Regions from separate parts of the Pan troglodytes genome. Here region 1 is linked to region 2. A link is a contact called in public HiChIP or PLAC-seq data. All regions are on one chromosome and are shown on one strand. The core of a region is the stretch at or near the end of the contact, and the rest is flanking DNA. Distances in the headings are between cores, read along the strand shown.

The links. HiChIP or PLAC-seq counts read pairs in DNA pulled down with a chosen protein or histone mark.
Region 1: an H3K4me3 HiChIP or PLAC-seq map of stem cell-derived excitatory neurons shows a contact between it and region 2, with 4 times the contacts expected there. The contact joins the promoter of GPRC5C here to the promoter of GPR142 in region 2. A contact is called at or near these places in 1 of 7 Hi-C or Micro-C datasets (stem cell-derived neural progenitor cells) and 1 of 1 datasets of contacts at active chromatin or transcription factors (stem cell-derived excitatory neurons).

Annotation. Positions count from the first base shown.
Region 1 is chr19:87,416,494-87,423,189 of NHGRI_mPanTro3-v2.0_pri, forward strand. It overlaps GPRC5C (G protein-coupled receptor class C group 5 member C), which reads left to right and starts at 2,111. Exons shown (of 5, transcript XM_054670032.2): 1 at 2,111-2,486. The coding sequence starts at 2,219.
Region 2 is chr19:87,355,007-87,361,693 of NHGRI_mPanTro3-v2.0_pri, forward strand. It overlaps GPR142 (G protein-coupled receptor 142), which reads left to right and starts at 1,426. Exons shown (of 3, transcript XM_024350591.3): 1 at 1,426-1,615; 2 at 2,493-2,651; 3 at 3,707-4,752. The coding sequence starts at 1,522. The coding sequence ends at 4,578.

The DNA of each region.
Region 1 (6,696 bases), core at 861-3,360, 62 kb after region 2:
TGCCCCAGCCTTTCCCCCGCCTGAGTGGGGAGGGAGTGGTAAAGAGTTGCCTTTTTGGAGAATCTAGGTAGGGAAAAGAGATTCCCAAAGCTTGAAAATAAATTGAAACAGATCTGCCAGATCCACAATTCATCTTTGGCTTCTTAAGGTCACAAGCAGTCTCGGGGACTATTTCCATTCCACCTTCCTCTAGCTCTTAGCTGGCTTTTCACATATGCTAATGAGCGGCCCCTCCCAGCACACTGTGTTCAGCACTAGTTGCCTGCTTCACGAGAACTAGTCCCAGCCCACAGTCATGGATGCCCCTCGCCTAGGTCTCACCCGCCGTTTGCCTTTCTAGCGTGGGCACTCAACTGCTTGGACCCTACAAGCGTTTGCCTCCCTGGCATGGGGGCCTCTGAATCTTAGGGTGGGAGGTGGAGCTACGGAAGGGAGCCCAGGAGTGAGCAACAGATCAGCAGCAGCACTGCACCCCTCTTCTTAATATTGAAGAGACTTGAAACAATTCAGTCTTCGCCACCCCAGACCAGCACGTGAGGGCAAGGCCAGGAAGGGATACAGGGTTCTAGAGAACCAGGGCCTCACCGCCAGCTCCGGCCGCTAAGCAAACATTCCCTCCAGGAGTCCGAGAAGCCGGTGTGCGAGGGGAGGAACCAGCCTGAGGTTTATCGCTCCAGCAACTCCGGGTGATTCATAGAGTTTAGACTCCCGGTTGTCGTAGACCGCGGCAGGCACGCAAACAAGCAGCCCGGGAGATACCCTCCCCTTTCCCAGCCCCCGCTCCTCCACCTTGCTACCCCCTAGCCCGTGACCAGCTGCCTCCCCTCCCCCTCGCGGGCACTCAGGGTTGAGCAAACACTCCGGGCCGCCCGCCCCGCCACCAGCTGGCTCCGACCGGCGCACCGCTGGCGATCCCCCAGGCAATTCGGCGTCATGAGAACCGGCACCCCGAGACTCGGCGCCCTGCCCTCCCTCCGCGTCTCCAGGGCCCTGGCCAGGCCCAACAACCTCTCCCTCCTCCGTGCGCCTCAGCCCCTACGGGCCTCTGGCGCGGGCTAACTAGGCCTCGCTGCGGGCCCCCAGGACTGCGCACCCCATCCCCCGCGAGGCCAGCAGCCCCGGGGGAAGGCGGCCGGAAAATCTCTTGTTTATCGGGCTGGATAAGTCCCAGCCTGGATTCGCTTCCCAATTTCTGCGGTCCAGCTTCAGCAGATTCCTGGGGCCGGAGGGGAAAGGGTGGCAACCCACAGATCCACCCCGGAACAGGGAGTGGGGGGTGGGGCTGGTGGGAACCTGACCTCCTGGAAAGGACGGACTCGGAGTCTGGAGGGGACGGACTCGGAGTCAGAGCCAACGTGTCCCGGAGCGCAGAGACCCAGGGGGTCGCGCTAAACACTGTACCTCGGGGAACAAAACCGTGAAGGCTAATTAGGACAAGTCGGAGCAGGGAACGGGGACGCCGGGAGGGGAGCGCGCGCTCCGAGTTGGGCAGAACCTGGAACGGTCACAGGAAACCCGGGCGCGGGGTAGTCGGGCCGAGGGGGACCTTTGCCTACGGTCCAGAGTGGTCTGGACTCGGCCCACGCGTGAGAGGAGCGCTTGGTGACGATCCCACGTACGCTTGGTGACTGGTGGAGGTCCCAGAGAAGCACCGTGCGTGCAAAAGGCGAACCTCGGTGTGCGGTGTGTCCACGTGTGCAAGTTGGGGAGGGGAGGGGGCGCAGAAGGCGTGACAAAGACGGACTCTGCCTTGAGTGTGCGCCTCGCTCCGGCCCGCTCCCAGCGAACTGTGCCTGAAGTGTGTCTCACGGGAGGGCCAGGACGAAGGTGACAAAGGCTAGGTGTCCCCCACGGAGACGCGCCAAGGTAGCCCCGCGCGTGTCCGTAGGCGCGCTCTCTGGAAGACGCGGTGGGGGGTGCGCAGGGCTGCACCCCCACACCGCTTGCCCCGGCGAAGGCCGAGCCCAGAAAGTGAGTGCGCGTGAGTGTGCGCGCGCCCGCTTGCGGGGGCGTGGCAGTCAACAGCAACAACCCACACGCCGGCAGGGCCAGAAACTCCCATCTCCCTCACCAGCCGGAAAGTACGAGTCGGCTCAGCCTGGAGGTGAGTCGGGGCGGGGAGGGCCGGGCAGGCTTTGTTCCTGTGTAAACGGAGCGCACGTACCTGGAGCGCTGCGGGCGCCCGATTAGCGCCCTGAATGGAGGTGATGTAACGGTGATGCAGGCGCCAGCCCACCCTCGCCGAAAGCAAGGAGCCCTGCCTGCGGACAGGCCCGCGCGAGAGCGAGCAACCCAGCGCGCCTGGCTCAGCCTCGGTCCCAGGGAGAGGCAGGCCCTGCGTCCCAGCCCGGGCCCCGCCATCCCAGCCAGGACCGGGCCTGGCCCAGCGCCCCGCGCCGCGTCCCTCCCACCCCCGCCCGCCCCCCGCCTGGGGCTGGAGTTGGCCCCAAACGCTGCGCTGGAGCGGGGCCGGCGGCGAGTCCCAGGTAAGGGCTGCTGCCTTCCCGCTCCGCCGCCCGGAAGAGTCGGGTCGGGACGGCGGGGAGTGGGCGAGGGCAGAGGCGGGGGGGCTGGACATCCTGCGGGCTGGGGACGCCGCGCCAACTCCGCTCGGTCGCTGAAAGTTTTCAAACCCGAGCCGGCTGGGGACTGGGGGGTGGGGGAGCCCGGCGCTGCGGCTCGGGCTGGAGGGAGGGGAAACGACTCCATAATCGAGGTCTCCAAGAGGAGCCTCTCCACCGCCTGCCTCTCGGTGGGAGTCCGCGGTCACTCTCTCTCGTGGGTCGGCGTCCTCTCCGCCGCCTGCTACTGTGGATTTGGAGGGCAGGTTTCTGTGGCCCTAAAAATGGGAGAGAGTGACTGGTTCCCTTGCTCCCCATTCCAGCCACCCAGGGAGCGCAGGTGTAGACCCCAGTACCGTCGACCCAAGTAGGGACGAGAGGGTTCAGAACCCCCCTGAGGGAAGTTTGGAAATTCAGACTATCGAAGCGCCTCCCCTTCTGGTAGCCTGGCCCCTAGATCCCGAACCCCCACTCCCGGCTGGCTTTTCCAGCGTCCTTTGCACCTCCATCCCCAGGCCCGCAGTGTTAACACGCAGGAAGACCCAATCACTTAACAAACTCCACGATCAAGATCCTAAAGCCCGGGAGAGGAGACTGTTGAAGTAGGGTTTTGTGCTCCTGGAGCTTCCTCTCCCCGCCGGCCCCCCACCCCTGTGCCTTCAACTGGACTGGGGGAGGGAGTGCCTTGGGGGGTGGGGTGCATTCCAGAGTGACATTCCAGAGCAGACCCTTGAAGATTTCCAAGTCTCAGAGAGCTCAGGGCATTTTGGCCCAAATACCTGGTCTTGGTGCGGGGCAGGGGCAGGAGGATAGGGGTGGGGTGTCTAGGCTGAGGTTCGAGGAACCCCAACCCACCCCCCACCAACCTACACACTGAGGCCGCTCCTTCCAGGCACAGGCGTCTCCTGTGCGCCTTCTTATCGATGGGGTAAACGCCTGAGCGCCCTGCACAGAGGGGTGAGACAGTGGGACCTAACCAGGGACTGGGAGAGACGGATAGGAGTGGAGGCAGGAAGGCTGTCAGTCGGGCCATCGTCTTTCCCTATAGGCTCTTGAGTGTGTGGGATGGGAGGAAGGCAGGTGCTCTGTGGTATCCCTGGGGGAACCTCCCTGGAGAGTGCCCTGGTCACAGCACCCTTGAAGACAGCCATTGGCCATGGGTCAATGTTGAGTTTGGTTGGCCCTGTGACACGCTGGAGCTCTCTTTCCAGTACGGTATTCTTTGCCCTGGTGGGTGGAGGGGGTCTCAGGCTTGTGTGTGGATGATGCTGGAGCGAGGAAGGGAGTTTTTGCTCTGGAGAGGTGAGAAGGCCTGGCTGTCTCCCCGTTTGCTGGATGAAGCCACTTGTTGCTGGGGGAAACCAGTCAGGGCTGCTTGGGCCTCTGAGCCTCTGAGCCCACCAGGCCTCTGCGCCCCCTGGAGAGAGAAGGAGGGAGGAGGGAGGTTCAGCAACTGGACTGCACTGACTCACAGGAGAGCTGGGGGCCGGGTGGCTGAGCCTGGGGAAAGGCCGATTTCGGATGCGATTAAAAATATTTGTACAACTGATTCCAGGGAAGTGAAGCAAAAGGCCCTTTTGTCCAGAAAATAATCTGAGGCTGGAGCTGGGCTTCAGCTGTGGGGTGGGGGAGACTCAGGGCGGAAGGAGGTCCCCCTCCTACCCCCCTCCTTGAACCCTCTGAGAATCTTTAAGCAGAAGATGCAACTCCAACATGGAGGGGACAACCCTGGGTGTGGAGAAATGCACCTGGGACCATCCAGAGGTGACTTCCAAATGCCCACTGTGTTCAGGCACAGCACCAGCTGTGGCAGTGGATTCTAGAAGTCTTGTTCACCAGCTTCAAAGACCTTACAGCCCTGGAGGGGAGACACGGACATGATTTGAACGTTCAGGGATCAGAAGGCTCAGTCTTAGTGCAGGGTCTGGGGACCCACAGGAGGCAGAAGTTTCCTCCAGGGTCCTGAGGAAAAGCCTCTGACCAGAGCTGAGTCCATCTTGTCAGTCCCTTAGCCACCATCTTAAAAGGTGGCATTGGGCCGGGAACGGTGGCTCACACTTGTAATCCCAGCACTTTGAGAGGCTGAGATAGGTAGATCACCTGAGGTCAGGAGTTCGAGACCAGCCTGGCCAACATAGTGAAACCCTGTCTCTACTAAAAATACAAAAATTAGTTGGGCATGGTGGTGGGCACCTGTAATCCCAGCTACTCGGGAGACTGAGGCAGGAGAATTGCTTGAACCTGGGAGTTGGAGGTTGCAGTGAGCCGAGATCATGCCATTGCACTCCAGTCTGGGCAACAAGAGTGAAGCTTCGTCTCAAGAAAAAAAAAAGGCTGGGCGCAGTGGCTCACGCCTGTAATCCCAGCACTTTGGGAGGCCGAAGCGGGCGGATCACGAGGTCAGGAGATTGAGACCATCCTGGCTAAACACGGTGAAACCCCGTCTCTACTAAAAATAGAAAAAATTAGCCGGGCGTGGTGGCGGGCGCCTGTAGTCCCAGCTACTCCGGAGGCTGAGGCAGGAGAATGGCGTGAACCTGGGAGGCGGAGCTTGCAGTGAGCCGAGATCACGCCACTGCACTCCAGCCTGGGCGACAGAGCGCGACTCCGTCTCAAAAAAAAGAAAAAAAAAAGGCATTGGCTGAATGTGCACTCCCGGCATCAGAGGGCTGGAGCTGTGCTCTTCTGAGCTTCTCTTTAACTCTGTGAGGGTCCCTGTCCTAGGCAGTGGATGAGAGCCACGCCCAGAAAGCCCAGGTTTCCCACCTGAGTCCATGTATTTCTGTCTTCCCACCTGCCCTTCCATTTCTGGGGGAACCAGAGAAATAAGGTATTTCAGGATGGGACCAGGTTGTTTCCTCTGAGGCTATTAAGTTACTCAGCAACTTACTAAAAGCAGCAGCCTGGCTGCTGGGCAGCAGCATGGTACCTGGATGCGGTTAGGGGCAGGTACAGGCTCCTCTCTCATTCCTTGAAAGTTTCTATATTGAGGGGGTTGGCAGGAGAAGCAAGACTTGAAGGGTCAGGTGCAGAAGGAAGTTGCTGGTCACCAACCACAAAATCAGGGGGAAACTGGAGGTGGGGGCTTAGGGACAGAGAGCTGTGAAGCTTTCCTGACCCTGGCCCAAGTGCCTGTGGGCTTCTGGGAGCCAGCAGGATACAGGCAAGTATATCTAGGGCAAGATGGATCAAGAAGAATGAGTGGCATTGGTCCCTGGCTTGGTTTTCTGTAATGACATGCCTGTTAGATTTGAACTTGTAGTATGGGCTTTAGTATCCTTTTTCCCCACCTCCACCATCCAACCAGTCCTTCGATTGTTTTTTGGAAAGGATCTTTCAGAGCTGGCCATTATGGCTTTACCTTTGGCCTTGACCTTTAAACTGGGATGAATGTGCCCCCCAACAAATTGATTGCCTGTGCATTTTTGCCAGACTCTTTTCCTAAAAGCACAACCCTGGCTATGCCCCCATGATGCTAAAAGCAGCCTTCAGTGGCTGCCTGTTGCCTTTAGAATAATGCCCCCAGCCCCACCCCTGTAGCATTTCCAATGTGTCAGCCAGCAGCTGCAGCCTCCCTTTGCAAACTCAGCTGATACTTGGCAAACTGAATTCTTTTTTAACTTGCTCTGGACTTGGGCTCAAAGGGCTTTGATTCACACCATCTTTTCTGCCTTGCACGTCTGTCTCCTTGTTCCCTTAACCTGCTCAGCCCTTCCTCACATTCTTCAGGGCTTAGCTTCTGGGTGTCCCTGTCTCTTGGCAGTGTCTGGGACCTGGTATTTTTTTTTATTAGATTCTGAGTAAAACTCTGCGGAACAGTCTTTCTCTACTCTGCCTGTTTCTCTTCTGTGTTCCTGTAGCCCCTGTCTCTCTCCTGCAGGTAAATTCCATTGTGTGGCCCTTAATCATATTCTTCCTTGTGTAATTTTTGTGAGTACCTACCTTATCTCTCTTGATAGATTTTAAATGCCATCAAGTCAGGGACTACGTTTGTTCATGTTTGTATTTTCCACAGCTCTGGGAACAACAGGGCCTTTCCTTCCCAGGCGCACAGTCAATATTTGCTGATTTGGAGTAATTGCCTGTTCTAAACTGGGCCCTGGCCGAGGGAGGTGGGGTGAAAAGCCCTTGAAAG
Region 2 (6,687 bases), core at 176-2,675:
CTGTAATCCCAGCTCTTTGAGAGGCCAAGGCAGAAGGACCACTTGAAGCCTGGAGTTCCAGACCAGCCTCGGCAACACAGCGAGACCCCAAACTCTCTCTATATCTATACATAAAATTTGAAAAACAAAGTGTAGGGACAGGGTGGGCACTCGGTAAATGTCGGCAGGGACCCTCCTTGCCCCTCACCCATGGCAGCTCCTTGAAGAGAGGGTCTGCCTCCTCTCACCCCTAGCCTCCTGCTGCAAGGAGGTGGTGGCCTGGGGCGTCATCTGTGCTACTTGCACTTTCTGGGGCTGGGGTCCCAGCACTCCACCAGAGGACCTGTCCTGAGCGGGCAGCTCCGTCTCCAGTCCCACTGTGCCACCCAGGGTGCCTAGCCAAACCATGGGACTTTCAGGCTTGCAGGGTCAGGATGTGGCCACCAGGGGGCAGCAGGGCCTGCGCTGTGGGTATCCGAGGGGGGGTTGGGATGGGGAGTTCCAGGCTCTGATGTGAGATCTGACTCCCAGAGCTGGGAAGCTCCCTATATTTCCTGCCATATTTTCTGCTGCATTCCCAGAGGACAGGCCATGGGAGGTGATTCCAGGGGGGCCTGAGCTCTCCTCCCGAGGCCGTCCACGGGGCATCCATGTCCCGGGTGCCTGCTTGTGGGCTGCTCTGGTCACTCTTCCTCTAGGGCAGGGGAGCCAGTCTGGCCTCTTCTGAGTGCTCACCAGCAACGGCAGTTGTTTATTTGCCAGGGATTGATATTCTTGAGGGATGGTCCATTTCACCAGGGCCAGGAAAACAACAGCTTGCAGGACTGCGGTTTCCCAGCACCGGCTGCAGGCAGCCTCGTCCGGCTGCTCCCAGAGGATGCCCCACCCTGTGCACGGCTGCCTGCCATCCTGCCCCTGGGGGTAGCCTCCACCTCCCCCACCATGGCCACTGCAGGACTGACCCTGTGCACCTGGTCCCCTGAGCCTCTTGGGATCATAGCCCTGTCTGTGGCAGCCTTACCACTCCTACCTGGCATGACTTCCCCAACTCCTCACAGAGGTGCCCTACTCTCTTCCCTTTCAGTCTGGATGCTCATAAAGTCAGCACCCTGAGTCCTTCTGCCTGTCCCCAAAGTCCTCAGCCCCAGGTTTGACCCCAGCTGAACCCGGGCCAGCTCACAGAGTGCCCCGGGGCACGAGGCAGCCCCCCAGAACCCCCATCCTGCCATCCTGCCTCTTCTCCTCACTTCCTGCTCCCCCAGGCATAGACATACCTGTGAACCCCATGCCACCCTCAGCTCGTCTCTCCTGCAGCTGAAGCCCCTGCCCAGCCCGACCCCTTCCCCTGCCTGTGCGCCCTAGAGGTCCCTGGTTTGCTCCACCAGCATCTACTCTAGCTCTTTCCCCGGTGCCTCCGCCCACCAGTTCCTTCCTCTTCCTTCCCCCGCCCCGCCCCCCTGCACTAACAGGCTCAGTGTCTGCGTAAGGATCCTGGGGCAAACAACCACTTGGAGAGCCAAGGAGTGAGAGGTACAGCTGGCGATGCTGACAGGGAGCTGCGGGGACCCTCAGAAAAAGCCACAGGTGACCCAGGACTCAGGGCCCCAGAGCATGGGGCTTGAGGGACGAGAGACAGGTAAGGCATCTTGAAGTGGGGTGTGCTGGGGGCAATAAGGTGGAAAGGCAGGAGGGAACAGGAGGCAGGTTAGGGACCTAGAGGGTGGAGTAGGGGCCGAAGCTGAGAGTGAGTGAGCAGTGAGCCCCCCGGCCTCAGCAGGAAACGAAAAGCTGGAGTTCAACCTGAAAGAGACACGCAGTGTGGCTTCAGGGGAACAGGGGCCAGAGTGGACGGTGCTTATCCTAGGCCAGCCACCTTACCCCTGTGGACTGAGTTTCCCCATCTGTGGACTTGGGCCATTCCAGCTTTAGTGGTGCTCACCTCTGAAGAGGGTATCTTTAGTTTAGAAAAGAGGGGGCCCTACCAACAGCCTCTCCTTAGAGGGGGACAGCTGTTGAGTGGAGCTGTGCAGACCTGGGGCCTCCACTGTGGACCTCCTAGAGAGGTCCCTGTGTGTGGCTGGCATCACCCAGGTTGCTGATTACAAGCACGGCTGCTGCAACCCCGCTTCAGACCCTCTGGCCCGGAGGAGGCCCAGGAGCCTGCACCTCGACAAGTGCCCCCGTGATCCTGTTTCAGAGCCCCTGCTAGGCCGGGTGAGGGCCCATGGGGAGGACCCATGGGGAGCAATGGTCTCTATGGCAGCAGGCCGTGCTGCCAGGGACTTCCCATCAGTGGGGGAGCCGGGCCACTGAGGGAGTGGGGTGAGATGGGGGGTGGTGAGGGTGGTCTTGGCAAGAATTCTCACAGCAACAGACAGTGCACTCAGCTGGGTCTGACTAGAGGGTCTGCACAGAGCAGGGTGACTAGAAAGACCCCAGGTCAGGGCGGGGCTGCGCCCAGCCAGGTTAGAAATAGACCAGAGGCTCTGACTCTGCCCATCCGCACCTTCTAGCTGGCCAGCCACGAATGACCCTGCTGCCCACGCCCAACGTCAGTGGGCTGAGCCAGGAGTTTGAAAGCCACTGGCCAGAGATCGCAGAGAGGTCCCCGTGTGTGGCTGGCGTCATCCCTGTCATCTACTACAGTGTCCTGCTGGGCTTGGGGCTGCCTGGTGAGTGGGGAGCTGGGGTCTGGGGACTTGGGCTTGGCCAGAAATGGGGATCCTCCTTCAATGGGTGCCAGTCCTCTGTGTTTGACCCCTGAGGCCCTGGATCATAGACCCCTGGTCTTTCCTTGCCATTGTCAGGGTGTTCTGGGTCACTGGAGGGGAATAAAAGTAAGGGGCTAGGATTGGGGGTGCTCACAGCTAAACCCAAGTTTTCCCCAGCAGTGAGCGTACTCTTAGGATAACAAAATTCACATAGGAACTGGCTCAGCTCAGTACAAAGCTCCCCGTGCTGCCCATGCCTTCAGAGAGCAGAGCTTGGGGCAGAGGTGGGTGTGTGGATATGGGAAGGACGGGTGGTCTTGGCCCTGGGGATTTCCCCAAGTCTGATAGCTAAACCCATGCCTGTGTCTAGGGACGCCTCCATTCTAGAGGACACAGAAAACCTAAAAAGGACTTGGAGGACAATGCCATAGGACAGGTAGCTTTTTTTTTTTTTTTTTTTTTGAGATGGAGTCTCGCTCTGTCACCCAGGCTGGAGTGCAGTGGCATGATCTCGGCTCATTGCAGCCTCCACTTCCCAGGTTCAAGCAATTCTCCTGCCTCAGCCTCCCAAGTAGCTGGGATTACAGGCATGCACCACCATGCCTGGCTAATTTGTATATTTTTTTAACAGAGACGGGGTTTCTCCATGTTGGTCAGGCTGGTCTTGAACTCCTGACCTCAGGTGATCTGCTCGCCTTGGCCTCCCAAAGTGCTGGATTACAGGCGTGAGCCACCACACCTGGCCAGGACAGGTGGCTGCTGAGGACCCTTCCATGTGCACTTACCTGTGCATAACCGGGGTACAGCCAGTGGCCTGCAGTGGATGGACAGGGCAGAGCTGGCCTGAGTGGCCTTCTGGGCAAAGTGGGGTTTCAGAAGGATCTGGAAGGAGAAAAAAGAGAAGCCAGCACAGCCTCTGCACATGCAGATGGGGAGGTGCGATGGCGACACCTTGGAAAGCAGAGTCTGAGCTCTCTTCTGATGCCTCTCCCCTCCCTCACCTCGGCTGCCCTCAGTCAGCCTCCTGACTGCAGTGGCCCTGGCGCGCCTTGCCACCAGGACCAGGAGGCCCTCCTACTACTACCTTCTGGCGCTCACAGCCTCGGATATCATCATCCAGGTGGTCATCGTGTTCGCGGGCTTCCTCCTGCAGGGAGCCGTGCTGGCCCGCCAGGTGCCCCAGGCTGTGGTGCGCACGGCCAACATCCTGGAGTTTGCTGCCAACCACGCCTCAGTCTGGATCGCCATCCTGCTCACGGTTGACCGCTACACTGCCCTGTGCCACCCCCTGCACCATCGGGCCGCCTCGTCCCCAGGCCGGACCCGCCGGGCCATTGCTGCTGTCCTGAGTGCTGCCCTGTTGACCGGCATCCCCTTCTACTGGTGGCTGGACATGTGGAGAGACACCGACTCACCCAGCACACTGGACGAGGTCCTCAAGTGGGCTCACTGTCTCACTGTCTATTTCATCCCTTGTGGTGTGTTCCTGGTCACCAACTCGGCCATCATCCACCGGCTACGGAGGAGGGGCCGGAGTGGGCTGCAGCCCCGGGTGGGCAAGAGCACAGCCATCCTCCTGGGCATCACCACACTGTTCACCCTCCTGTGGGCGCCCCGGGTCTTCGTCATGCTCTACCACATGTACGTGGCCCCTGTCCACCGGGACTGGAGGGTCCACCTGGCCTTGGATGTGGCCAACATGGTGGCCATGCTCCACACGGCAGCCAACTTCAGCCTCTACTGCTTTGTCAGCAAGACTTTCCGGGCCACTGTCCGACAGGTCATCCACGATGCCTACCTGCCCTGCACTTTGGCATCACAGCCAGAGGGCATGGCGGCGAAGCCTGTGATGGAGCCTCCTGGACTCCCCAAAGGGGCAGAAGTGTAGAGGAGGGGGCCCAGCTAGGGAGCTCAGGGTGGCTCATGGCCACATGTACTGGGGCCTTTGAGGTTGTACCCAAAACACGTTTATCAACAGCTTGCTTTCCTTGGGTGGGGGTGGAGGCTCCTCCTTTGGGTGTGGCTCCCAGGTAGAGAGGAGGACAACTTAGCCAGCTCTTATGTTTGCTTCACCAGCAATCCCTATTTCCTGGGAAGATGAAAGGGCACTGCCAGGCACAGGCTAATAGCATCAGTGCTGTGGGCATTCCTTTGCGGGGGGCATTTTGCCTGGCTCATCGTGAATGCCAGATTAATGTTGGTTGAATGGAAAGAAAAATGGACAGATGGAGGCCGGGTGCGGTGGCTCACGCCTGTAATCCCAGCACGTTGGGAGGCTGAGGCAGGCGGATCAAGAGGTCAGGAGATCGAGACCACAGTGAAACCCTGTCTCTACTAAAAATACAAAAAATTAGCTGGACGCAGTGGCGGGCGCCTGTAGTCCCAGCTACTCGGGAGGCTGAGGCAGGAGAATGGCGTGAACCCGGAAGGCGGAGCTTGCAGTGAGCCAAGATCCCGCCACTGCACTCCAGCCTGGGCGACAGAGTGAGACTCCGTCTCAAAAAAAAAAAACAAAAACAAAAACAAAAAAGGACAGATGGATGGATGGATGGATGGATGGATGTGAATTGTCTCCAGCCCACCCCCCTTTCCTGGTGCCTGCCTCTCATTCCCTGAATGGATCACCTCTCCAGCTCCTAGTGGCAATGCCAGAGTTTGAAAAGGAAGATATCTTCAGGACTTAAGGCATTGCTTAGGCTGGAGGAAACAAAGAAATTGAGCTGAGCAATGGGAGGGGGCTGCTTGGGGGATAAAAGCCCCCAGGGCCAGTCAGAAAGGGGTGATCTTAAATCAGATGTAAGGAGCCCAGGCCCGTGTCTGTCCAGCCACAGGAGACACAGCCCCTTAGGTCTCAAACACCCTGGTTGGATTCCACATTACTCCCTGCCCTAAACCAGTACAGGTTCATGGGCCCAGAACCAGCACTGGGGCTATAGTTTTCGTTGTTGCCAATGAGGAGAAAGAAAATGGTCTCTTAACCCAGGGTACTAGGAGAACAGGAAAGGAGGACCTAGCTGGAGATGACCCTGAGCTTCTGCTGAGCCCCCCGAGCTCACGCCCCTGGGGGAAAGGTCTTTTCCTCCACCACTGGGAGGCGGGAGTTGGCAGAGTCCATCAGAGCCATGAGGAGCTCTGCTCCCCACCCTCAGCCTCTCCAGGGAGGCTCTCCAGGGCCCCTCTCTCCTCTCAGCACCACCATCCCGGAGAGGCAGCTGGGAGAGATTAGCAGATGGAACTCCCACCTGCTCCAGGCTGTGGGTAAACACATTAACAGCTGAGCTAGGACCACTTTCTGCTTCCTGGTCAGGCTGAGCTGACCTTTGTCCTGAATGGGAGGTTCAGACCTGCCCCCACCCTCTTAGTGGGATGACATCAGTCAAAGAGCTGTTTGTGCACCCAGCACACAGTCAATGCAGAATCAATGCTTGGCTTTCCACTTTGCCTCTCTGCTTCTCCCCAGAGCAGGGATGTCCAGACAGGGAGGTTCAGCTAACCCAGAAAGAGGATAATGTGGGTCTCCAATGCATTCGCCATGATTCCCAACTCCAAAAAACTCTGAAAACCAAAACATGTTTCCAAAATGTGCCACAAACACGTTTAGCGGTACAGCGTGACCCGGTGTGAGGTGATTTCTGGTCCCGAAGTTGTCCTGTGATTGTGAGTCCTGCCAGCCCCACCCGGGACTGTTAGTGGAGTGATCATGTACTGCTGTCCACACCCCACGGAATCGTGATCGAACGCGCACCACTACATGCACACAGCACCTTCCTCTGCTCTGACGTATTCTGAATTCCAAGACATGTGGTGCCGAGTTCAGAGAAAGGATTGAGGACCTGTAAGCCCAACACTTCTGCTCCGGGGTGGTCTACACTGACCCTGAGCAGGTGTTAAGGATGGAGGACCCCCTCACCCGCCCACACCTCCATGTGCACACACAGATGTATCCCCAGGCAGGGTTGATGCACCTGCGCTTTATTCTTTGCTTAAGGAGGAGGGG